Linked DNA regions of Gossypium hirsutum: region 1 is linked to region 2. A link is a contact called in public Hi-C data. All regions are on one chromosome and are shown on one strand. The core of a region is the stretch at or near the end of the contact, and the rest is flanking DNA. Distances in the headings are between cores, read along the strand shown. Region 1 holds the start of LOC107889548 (transcription factor UNE12). Region 2 holds the start of LOC107926748 (protein LIGHT-DEPENDENT SHORT HYPOCOTYLS 1).

Evidence for each region. A called contact is a pair of places that touch in the nucleus more often than the background predicts.
Region 1: a contact with region 2 is called in a Hi-C map of leaf, with 1.7 times the contacts expected there. The contact joins the promoter of LOC107889548 here to the promoter of LOC107926748 in region 2. A contact is called at or near these places in 3 of 34 Hi-C or Micro-C datasets (leaf and petal).

The regions. Positions count from the first base shown.
Region 1 is chrA11:107,105,775-107,111,713 of Gossypium_hirsutum_v2.1, reverse strand. LOC107889548 (transcription factor UNE12) reads left to right here and starts at 4,482. Exons shown (of 7, transcript XM_016814019.2): 1 at 4,482-5,490. The coding sequence starts at 5,179.
Region 2 is chrA11:106,841,522-106,847,708 of Gossypium_hirsutum_v2.1, reverse strand. LOC107926748 (protein LIGHT-DEPENDENT SHORT HYPOCOTYLS 1) reads left to right here and starts at 1,525. Exons shown (of 2, transcript XM_016857668.2): 1 at 1,525-2,978; 2 at 3,503-3,764. The coding sequence starts at 2,315. The coding sequence ends at 3,516.

The DNA of each region.
Region 1 (5,939 bases), core at 3,233-5,732, 260 kb before region 2:
TGTAAAGAACATACTTAAGATTTTTAAGGTATAAAACCATGAGTAGATTGTAAAAGGTTTCTAGATGAGCACCAAAGCTAGAAGGTTTTAGAAAACTCATAAAACCTAGAGGAAAGGTTCTATCTTAGCCTTGTGAAAAATATAGAGATTTTAAAGGTTACATATTTCCTTAAAAGGTAATAATTCAAGTATAATGAATTGGGAAATTCTCGGTTGAGGTATACCAAGGTAATGAAGGTAGAAAATTCGGGTCAAACACTATAAATTGATTTGTCCAAGCTTTTCTTCCTTTTGTTCATCATTTAGAAAAATATGTAGAAATTTTTAAAGTACCAATTCACCCTCTCTTGGTATTTTTGGACTTAACAAAAATTTAGCACACATTCTATCCATTTGCATATATTTTCTAAGCTAAAGTTTTTTATATATTCTTTTTGAACTCTTTTAAATTTAAAAAAATTATACATTTTTCAAATAATTGTTTTAGAATCAAGAACAAATTGACAACATATGTAAATATTAAGGGCTTAATTTGTTATTATATCAATCAAAATTATGTACAATTGATGCAAAACATTAATTTTCATGATTAATTGTCCTTAGTTGCTCACTTTTGAAATTAACTATTGGGGATCGACTCGATTAAGCAACGAACAAGTAAAAATAGCGGAAGAAATTAAAAAATTAAACACACAAATTTAAACTGGAAAAACCCCTCCAAAAAGGATAAAAAAAACTACGAGCAAAGATAATTTTACTATAATGGCAAAAGAACAAAGAGTACAAAAGATGGATATCAAAACTAAACCTCAAAACGTAAACACAAAATTCTCCAAAAGTGTTATGAGTTTTAATTTTTAATGGGTGTATTTTCTAAGGTTGTAAAAGAATCTATTTATAGGCTAAATTCTTAAGTTAAATAATAATAAAATAATCTAGACAAATCATAGTTTGGCTGAAACAAATAAAGAGAGTCTAACTAGGAGATTATCTCCCAAACTTGACCGAAATATGAGGCATACTCAACAAATCTTCACCTTAACTCGTATTTCCACCACGTCATCTTTGCCAAAACCCGCCACGGACCTATCTTGAACTGTGCAGGGAATTAATTGAGTCGAATCTATGCTTAGAAGTTGAGAGACTTCTAGCCTTCGACTTGTGCACTGCCAAATCAAAACTAACTCGGGTCTGATTTTCGTGAACACAGTACCCTAACTTTTCAAAACCTACATCCAAAAGAGAACCTCTCTTCAACGAAACGGTCATACCTTTTTCCCTCATATGACCAAGTTGTTCTTTCTCCGATCGAGTTGACTTCAACTCCGTAACAGACGAGAGACATCCGTTTTCACCAGTAACTCTAGAACCTTCCAGAATATAAAGAATGTCGATCATTTTATCTTTTAACAAAATGAGAGCCCCACGAGACACTTTAACATCGCTAAACTCGATGCTGATCCTGCAACCTTTTGAGTCTAAAATACTTAAAGAGATGAGATTTTTTCGTAAATCAAGTATATACCTGACATCTAAAAGTGCCCTAATTGTCCTATCGTGCATCCTAATTTTAATAGTACCAATACCGATTACCTTACTTGATGAATCGTTTTCCATGCTTACAACTCCACCTTTAACCGAACTGTATGTGGAAAAATATTCTCTATTGGGACACATGTGGAAAGAGCATCTAAAATCTAGGACCCACTCGGACGTAAGTTCAGAGCTTTCGCTCGTTGACACTAACAAGAAATCATCACTACTTTCATCGACCAATAGCACTAGCTACATTTTCCTCGTTGCTTTCACCAACACTTTTATTTTGTAGTTTATAACAATTTGCTTTGATGTGACCTAACTTCTTACAATAACGACACTTTTTGTCTCGCTTCTTTGATGTTACCGAAATGGAAGCTTGCCTATTTGCCTTGATATCCAAACCAAACTCATTGTCGAGTTTATCTTTACTCAACAAATAACCCTTCACATCCTCGAATGAGAGTTTGTCTCTGTCATAAATCAAGGTCTCCCTGAAAGACTTGTATGAATAGTGTAAAGAGCACAATAATAGCATAACCTGATCTTCATCATCAACCATAACCTCAACATTCTTTAAATTGTTCAAAAGAGTAAAAAATTGACTAATGTGATCTCTAAGAAGCTCACATTCGTTCATGCAAAATGTAAATAAACATTGTTTCAACTCTAAATGGTTAGTCAGAGACTTAGTCACATAAAGAGTTTCTAACATTTTCCACAAGGCAGATGAGGATTTCTCCATCAATACCTCCTGCAATACCCCATTCGCAAGGCACAACTAGATTGTAGACAAGGCCTTTTCATCAACCTCTTTCCATTCTGTCTGATCTAGATTCTCAGGCTTTTTTCTGGTAATGACCTTTTTCAAGCTGGTCTGAATTAGAATTGCCATCATCCGAACTTGCCACAAATTGAAATTTATGACACCATCGAACTTCTCAATGTCGAACCTTATTGCTACCATCTCTGAACGGGCTAATCTGTGAAAATCAAACTAACTCTGATACAACTTGTTGGGGATCAAACTGATTAAGCAACAAACAAGCAAAAAAAATCAAAGAAATTGAGAAATTGAGCACACAAATTTAACATGGAAAAACCCTTCCAATGTGGATAAAATACCACGGGCAAAGATAATTATACTATAATGGCAAAAGAACGAAGAGTAAAAAAGATGGAGATCAAAACTAATCCTTGAAACTCGAAAAGAACGAACCCTCAAAACGTAAATATAAAATTCTCCAAAAGTGTTATGAGTTTTAATCTTTAATGAGTGTATTTTATAAGGTTGTAAAAGAACTTATTTATAAGCTAAATTTGTAGGTCAAATAATAATAAAATAATCTAAACTAATTAGAATTTGACTGAAACAAATAAACAAAGTTTAACTGAAAAATTATCTCTCAAATTTGACTGAAATATGAGGCATACTCAATATTAACTAGGATTTCGATTTTTTAAAGAGGAATTGATTTGCTCAACATTGAATTGAGAGAGACTCAAAATGTGTTTTTGCCAAAAGAAAACAATTGATAATTATCTTTGAATTTGAATTCAAATTTGAATTGACATTTAAATTTCAATTATTTAAAATAATTCAAGAGATTAATTAATATTTTTTCGGATTAAATTTTAGCTCAATGATATCTATATTATTGTCAATGCAAGAAGAAATTTATCCTCCTATTTAAGGATCGGATAGGACAATTATATAAAAAATATATATTAATTAATATTCTTAATTGTTCTCATTAGTATATCATGTATTTTTTATTTATTTAGAAATAGCATGAATTCTATAAAACACATCTATTATTTATGCATGTGTTTCATTTTTTTTTAAAATTTTTGAATTGATATTTAATTTTTAATAAAATAATTTGCAATCATTTATATTATTCTTTAACGAATTTTTCATTAGTATTGGTAAGCATATAAATAAAATATGTTGTGTTATATAAATGATTGCGCATGGAGTGTTTTATATATATATATTTCCTCATTTGTTAGTTGTAATTATTCAGGTTATGTTTGATAAAATAAAAAAATAAGCATTAAAAAATTAAATGTTGAATTTAAGTTATTAAATAATAAAATAAAATAAAATAATAATTGAATTTTATTGTGGGTCATAAAAAATGTTTAAAAAAACATTAAGTTGTTGCAAATATTAATTTTTATTTTACTAATATTTTTAACCTTTTATCAAGCAAGACCTTAATTATGTTAGAGTTTTTTTTATTGCATTTTATTTCTTTCTTTTTTATTTAATTTTTGTTTATAGTTATTTTTATAAGAAAGCACTCATTTTTTTAAATTTTACATAATCATATATATTTTTATTTTTAGTGAATAGAATTAAGCTTGCAAACCTCATCTTGAGCATGGTTTCATATTTATTTTGATTTCAACATTATATATGGAATAATTATTCATGAATCAAAGAAAATACAAGCAATAGTCCTTTTTAAGAGGCCAAAAAAACAAAATTATTGTTATTTTCTTCAACAATCATTTAAAAATAATTGTAACATATAATATTACATATATAAATTATTTTTATTAAAAAGTAATAAATCATATTTAGTTCATTTTAAAAAAATCTTAATTATAAAAAATAAGATTATGATTTATATATTAAACAAAACTTGCATTATATATTTAAATAAATAAAAAGAACCCATGGATTGTATGTACCGTAAATTAGTGGTTCACCTGAAAAATTTATTTATAAAAAGTTTTATGTTAAAAGCAAGTAAAGTGTTAATTGAAGTGATTAAGTTAAAAGTTTAAATATTTAATATTTTAAATTTAAATTTTATTCAAGTATTGTTTTATTAAAAATATAAATTTTTTTAAATTTATAAAAATAACATAATTTTATTAATTTCCAAACTGAATTAAAAATTTAATATATAATACAACACAAAATGGAGTTCATCAAACCACAATCATTACTCCATTTGATTACTTTTTCTTTTCCCACTCTCTTCTATTCGAGTTTTGCCTAAAAGCCAACTCTTTTTCTTTGGTATTATTATTTTTCCTTTAAAACCATACCTCAGAACACAAACCAAAGCTCCTCTACCATATTCACTAAACACAAAGTTGGAGACTCAAAACCCAAACCCACACTATCAAACACTTTCTTCAGTTCATCTTCCCTTCTCTTCTCAAACTCAAACCCTTCTCTCTCTCTCTCTCTCTCTCTCTCTCACAGTTTCCAATCCATTTAAACCAAAAAAAAAAAAAACACCAAACCAACACCAAGTGAAAAGGCCATACCTTGAAAATTCTTCTTGGAATCCACAATTTCCTTTCCGGATTATCGGGTTCCGGATCTGCCACCCACTTCACCAACACCCCTTCCACCTTTTCTTGGTTACCCCGTTAAACCCCCTCTTAACTTTCTATAAAACCCACCACCAAGAAAAAATATAATCAAACTCCAAAAATAGAAGAAAAGAGAAAGAACCCTGTTTTTAAAATCTCTTCCCACTGTCTAAAACATTGAGAAACACGTCTTTTATATATATAGTGAAACCTAAAGACAAAAAGTCTTATTTTACACACATACACATACAAGTAATAGAGAGGGCCGGGAAGAAGAAGTTGCTTTGCGTGTTTGCGTTTTTAAATATGGCAGGTAATCAACAACAGGAAGCTGGGTTAGGTGATGATTTCTTTGAACAGATCCTGGCAGTACCACCAGGCTATGGTGGTGGCGGAGGTGGTGGTGCCACCTTGCCTATGGGGTTGCAATTAGGTTCAAGTGGTGGTGCAACTGGCGCCAGTGGTGGCGATAGTGGTGGTGGGTTTAGAGGAATAGGCATGATGCCTTTAGGGTTGAATTTGGAACATGGATTCTTAAGACATGAAGATGGAGTTGTAGTTGACAACAACAACAACAATGCTTCTTGTTCAGCTGCTTCTGCTGTTTCTGGAATCAGTGTATGAAAATTCAATCAATCTCACTTTCCATCTATTAAACCTATCTTTTTACTTGTCTTCTTTCTCTTTCCCTTTTCTTTAAAATATGGGCTATTATACAATTTTTATACCCTTTGCACTTAAGAGTTGATACAAGTTTCTCTTTGACGGTAAAATGACATGAAATCATATGGTAGAACCAATTATTTCTTTTGAAGATTTATCAATGGTAGGATATTAGGAATAGAAGCATTATTTCCAAGGGTTTCTTATTTTTTAACTACTTTTTCATAATTCATGCTGAAAAATATTTTCGCTTTTGTACCTAATTTTTCCTTCTTAAAGTCGGCTTTTCCTACTGCTAATTCCTCCTAACTTGGACTTGATGTTCCTCCTTTGAAAAATAAAGCGATTTTTTTTTCTAATGTTCTATATTTATATGCTTTATATATGAACATCAAGAAATTAGA
Region 2 (6,187 bases), core at 276-2,775:
ACATTCTCACTAGAAGATTTCATACCAGGATAGTAATTTTGTGATATCAACTAATGATTTCCACTATTCTACTTTGACTAGAAAAATTACCCATACATATTGCATATGACTTATTTCATTTCTAGTCAAAGTCACTTATAGTCCAACCTTTATAACATAGACTAAAAAATGTTCAACCATAAATAAATTTCATTTAGCTTATGATTATTATTTTTCTAAACCAACCAAGATTTTTCATATTATATGATCATCTGTAAACTTTCATTTTTAGCAATGAATACACTTAAAATAAGGTCTCATTAATAACCTTCAAATGTTATTTACTAATATCATGATTTGAATCAACAAATAACTTCATATCTAAAGTTAAATATATAACATGAAAAAAGAAAGAGTACTTTTTTACCAAAAAGTTTCACTCACAAAATGGATCGAATGAATTAAATTTCTATTCTCTAAGCTTATTGTTTATATATAATACATCAATCGATACTTAAGTGACTTTTTAAAATGACATTACTTTTCAAAATGCACTTTTTGGTTTCAAGAAATCATTTCAACCCAACATTTTGAAAGTAACTATTAGATTCAATAACACAACTTCTTAGTTTAAGAAGGCTCTCTCAAATGGTCATAATGTTTCTATAAAATATAAGTCTCTTCAACTAATATTTGAACAATGTCATCACCATTCAAAGCAAAAGTATTGTTTCGATTCATTAATAGATTTTTTCCCAACCGTGCATTCCATGCATTCATCCATCTTTCTTACATGATATATAATGTATATTATAATTTTATACCAATAACAATTATGCATGTGATAAACTAGCATTTTATTTCTATCAAATAATCCATGAGACAATCATACTTTTAATAGTAATATAACTTAATCATTGAATCTAATTCACGCAAAATAAGTAAAACAATAAATTTGACATACATTTTCTCATGATAAAAATTTCTTCTAAATCAAAATTTGGTAAAATCACTTACCTCAATGCAACTATATTTGTCGGTAGTCATCCTCATAGTATCATGCTTGTAGTGATATGTGAATGAACTGTGAACAGACAAACCTTTAATTTGTAAAATTAAAACCATAAAATTATTGATGCATAGGTATAAAATAAATTTATAAAAAATTAATAAAGATTTTAAAATATGTAATTATATTACTTTTTTAGACATGTCAAATCACTATGTAAAACTCGCTAGGTAAAATTAAAAAAAAAGTTTAACAATTTAATAGTTTAAAAAAAATTAAATAATAATTTTTTTATAATTTTTTAAATTAATTGATTAAAATATAAACATATTAATAAATTAACGATTGATCTTGAGTGTAGTTTGAATTGATTAGAGGCTGAAATTTTGAAAATCTTTAGTTCTTTACCATCATTACATTTGTTGGGATTTACACGCGCTTAAGAAGGAGAGTTTGAAGTTTTATGAAGTGAAAATGAAAGCCTGAAATATTTGGGTACAGGCCTTGGGTCACCATCAACTCTGCATATCACTGCCAAACTTTGTCCTATTTTTTGCTACATAGTTTCCTTTTTTTCTTTTTTTTAACTCTCGACTACTTATTAACCAGCCAGAGAGGCCTATCAATGTCTGAGAACTCTTCACAGTTCTCTCTTTCTTTCTCATCTCTTAAGCCATTGGACAAGGAGAGTTGTGTCATTCATTTTCCCTCATTCTCTTACTCTCTTTATTTCAAAACCCCTCTCTCTCTTACTTTATCAATAGTGTTTTAACTTCAGTTTGCTTGCCCTTTTTCTGTGAAATCAAAAGAGAATCTGAGTGATCATCTCTGATTTCTTTTTCTCTTTTTTTCCCTATCTTTAAGCATACTTTTTCATAGTTCATACACCAGTTAACTGCAGTCTTTCAAGAATTTCTTGCTGACTCCTCTGTGCTTGCTGGTTTATGTGTATTTTTGTTTGTGTGATTAATTTCAAACCCCAAAGCTATCATCTCTTTGTTTCCAATTCAATTTTACCAGATTTTCTCTCCTAGAAAAAAAAATCTTAGGACACCCTTTTTTCTGGGTTTTTTTTTCTTATCAATTCTCATGGAAGCCATGTATCTTGCATTTCATCATCATTTCTTGAGTTATTCTTGTCACCTATATGCTTGCAAGTGAACGTTGTTCATCACTTTTCTTATTATCCCCCGATCTTTCAAGAAAAACATAGAAGAGTGAAGTGAAACCCTACAAAGAGCATCAAAACAAGAAGCTAAGATAACATCATCGGCACGAAAAGCAGTAGCTTCCAAGATCTTTTCATACCCAAGAAAGAAACTGATAATGGACTTGGTTTCCCCACAAAACAACCCAAATGACTATCCAAGTCGGATAGTAAGCTCAAGCACCATAGCAACTATGGCTACCAACAATAACAACATCATTAGTAGCAGTAGTAATAGTAGTGCAACTGCAACGCCTAATTCTAGCAGTACAACCATGACTCCACCTCCATCGACCACTCCAAGCCGGTATGAGAACCAGAAGCGTAGGGATTGGAACACTTTTTGCCAATACCTGCGAAACCATAGGCCTCCACTCTCACTTTCAATGTGTAGTGGTGTCCATGTCCTTGAGTTCCTTAGGTACCTGGATCAATTTGGGAAGACCAAAGTTCACAACCAGACTTGCCCTTTCTATGGTCTCCCTAACCCTCCTGCTCCTTGTCCTTGTCCTCTTAGACAAGCTTGGGGTAGCCTGGATGCACTCATTGGCCGACTCAGGGCTGCCTATGAGGAGCATGGGGGTAGGTCTGAAGGGAACCCTTTTGGAGCTAGAGCTGTGAGGATTTACTTGAGGGAAGTCAGGGATTTCCAGGCCAAAGCTAGAGGTGTTAGCTATGAGAAGAAAAGGAAGAGGCCTAAGCTGAAGGTACCTGTCCCATCATCACCACAACAACAATCATCAGCTCCTACACCACCCACACTTGCTGATGCCACTGCTGCAAGTGAGTTTTCCCTTTTCTAACTTGTTTAATTTTATGCTTTTTTTCCCATATTGAGCTTGTACAATCTCTGTATGTTTTGCTTTGGTCATTTGAAAACTAGGTTAGTCTGCTTTGGAAAGTGGGTACCCTTCGAATTGGTCTTTAGGGGACAGTTTGAAATGGTAATGACATGATGATCAGTTACTAGGAAGCAGAGGTAACTGGAAATGAATAGTACAAAAAAGAAAATGATGGCAACAAAAGAAAGATCCTATTAACATGTAGTAAAAAAATAATAAATAAATTCAAATTTAATCTAATTAGTCCATGCAGTTTCATAAATTTAGGTCCAAATTTTGTTTCTACAAAAGGTATATACTCAAACCAGTCATCAAACTGTTATGTACTTTGGATATTATCTTTCTAGCTAGCTGCTGCTTGCTTTTCTTGGGACATTTTTAATCTCAATTTTCTTTTTTTGGCTTGATGCTAAAGGAGACATTTCCTATTCTTTTCTTTTCTTTTTCTTTTTTCTTTTTTTGCAGCAAGTACTATATAATTGGAACAAGGATAAGGGGTCCTTTTGCAATTAGCAACTGTCTGGGATGATATGGTTTAATGGTTTTTGTTTTTCTTTTTAAGGTATTTTCTCTTTTTCTAGTTCATCATATTTCAATGGCTTATATAGTTTATCTAAATGTTATATATACAATTTGATGGTATAAGCCAATGCCACTGCTAGTCCATATATATCTTGTAATTTTCTATGTTTCTTTTTCATATATTAATATGAAACCTGTTCCTATATATCCAATTCTCTTCCCTATGATTCACATAATGTCTAGAGAATTTAGCCAAGTTATTAATAGCGCATAATTTTATATTTATAAGTGAATTATGATGCTATATCATTCGTATATAAAATTAAACAAAGTGGATGTATCAAATATTAATAATAATAATAATAATAATAAATATTTGTAATGGAAGACAAAGCATAATGGGATGTGGAAACTCACGAGTTTGTCCATAGTGTAGGTTAAGTCTATCAGATACAGGATCCAGTTAATTAACGAGTATTTATAGATATTAAAGGTTAGTTGATTGTCATTTGAAAAATATGTTAATTCTTTATATATTACTTTCACTAAATTCTATGAAGAAAAATAATCTAATACTTACACTTTTGTTATATAATCAACATCAGTCTTAATTAGTAATGTCATTAGACACCAATTAAAATATAATAACAATCAGATCTATATTGTAAGGCAAAAAGACAAAACCTAGATTCATCTTTTGCTAATGTTGATGACAGCTAAAACAAAACACAAAACACACACATGTCATGAAAGTGTTAGGTTTATACAAAATTTTGAGCCAATAAAGCAGATGGAATATTTGAAGGTTTGAGGCCTAATCAAAGGGCTATTTGTTAATCCACTTGGGCAGACGAACTTTTGAACATTATTAAGGATAATACTTGTTTAATGCTAGGCTGATGTTTGATTATCTCTTCTTTTTTTGGTTAAAAAGATTACATTGGGTTACTATTTTCAAAGCTTTGGAAGAATGAATATTAAAGGTTCCATAAAATCTAATAAGTTAGATTAATTCATTAAAAAATCATAATTTAATTATTCCTTTCGCGTGTGTTTCTGGAACTGCTGACACAAGCTAGTTTAGACTGACTCTTGTGGACTATATGAAAATACTAACAAATGCTGAATCATGGATGCTATATGGAATGTGTCTGTAAATATATATGTGAGTTGTTATGAAGCAGTTCGTGTTGTTATTGGAAATAAATTAACATAGAAACCTTGGTGTATCTGCCAATGAAAACTCATGCATTGGCAGTGAAGAAATGGTGGACCATATCACAGAACATAAAAACTGCATGCATGCACTAACTTGAGTAGTCACATTGTTGTGCCAGTAACAGTCCAGTCTAAGCACATAACTCAAGAAAGCCTTTACAATTTTGTCTTGGGGTGAACAAATGGGTGGTGCTTCAACTTATAATTTCCATTGATTGTTCTGCTGATTTTTAACTGCCCAAAATAGTAACATACATGATATATGTATATATATACACACACGTACGTGTTTCTGCATAGAATCATATTCATATGAATGAAAGGGTGGAGAAAGCATGAATAAGATGCTCTTGAGCTATAAAATCATATATATGTACTTATCACATAGAAAGTTTGATGCTTAGGTAGTCAATGTATATGAATGAAATTGAATAATGTATTTGGGTGTGTTTGAATGTACTCTAAACACAACTTCTTGATTAAAGCATTGAAAAGTTATGTTATTAGTTCCTCTCAGTATGTAATAACTATTTATGGTATATGATGTTAAAAATGGCCCAATATTCAACCATTACAGCTTTATAGATAGAATTATGAAGAGGCTATTTTGCAAGTTTCTTTGTAAATTTCAGTGATTAGAGAAATCTTAAGCTCAAAATGGGATGTAATAATGTGCCCTACATATTGAACCATATGTGTGTATCATGTTTTTTTTTTTGTTCAACAAATGTGTATCATGAAAGATAATTTTCTTTTTGGCTAAGCTTGAATGATATATGGATTTATATTTGATGCGCTTAATGTTGAGGACTAATAATTAAAAAATTATAAACCTAAGTAAAATTTCCAAGTCTTTAGCTTCAAGGGTTGGAAAGCTATATATTATTATACAGTGGTTCTAAATATTTCTCATGTCTTGCTAGATATTCATGTAAAACGTTTTCTATAATTCTCACCCCCCACCCCGAGTCTTAAAATTGTCTCTGGATTCAACTTTATCAGCCAAAAGTCCTGCAAGAATGTCCGGTTGACGTAAGCTTTAAATTGTGCCATATAATATATAGTTAAATTCTTCCTATAGATGGAGAAGGTATAATTGCACGTGAAAAATATTACTTGGGTCAACATAATTAAGGGTTTTCGTTGACTAATTCAAGCTTGACGTATCCCAAGCCATAACATGCAGAACTTATACATATGCTTGCCTTATAGTTAATGTTATTTGTCCTAAACAAGTTTCAAGTCTGCCCATATTGTTGTTTAATGGGAAATTTAGACACTGCTTTTTACACGTGAATGTCTCATAGGAACACTTTTATTGGCAATCAATTAATCACTTGATCAAAAACTAATACATAAATTAAAATTTAACTAATTGATGGCATCACATGATTTACCATCTGTATATAA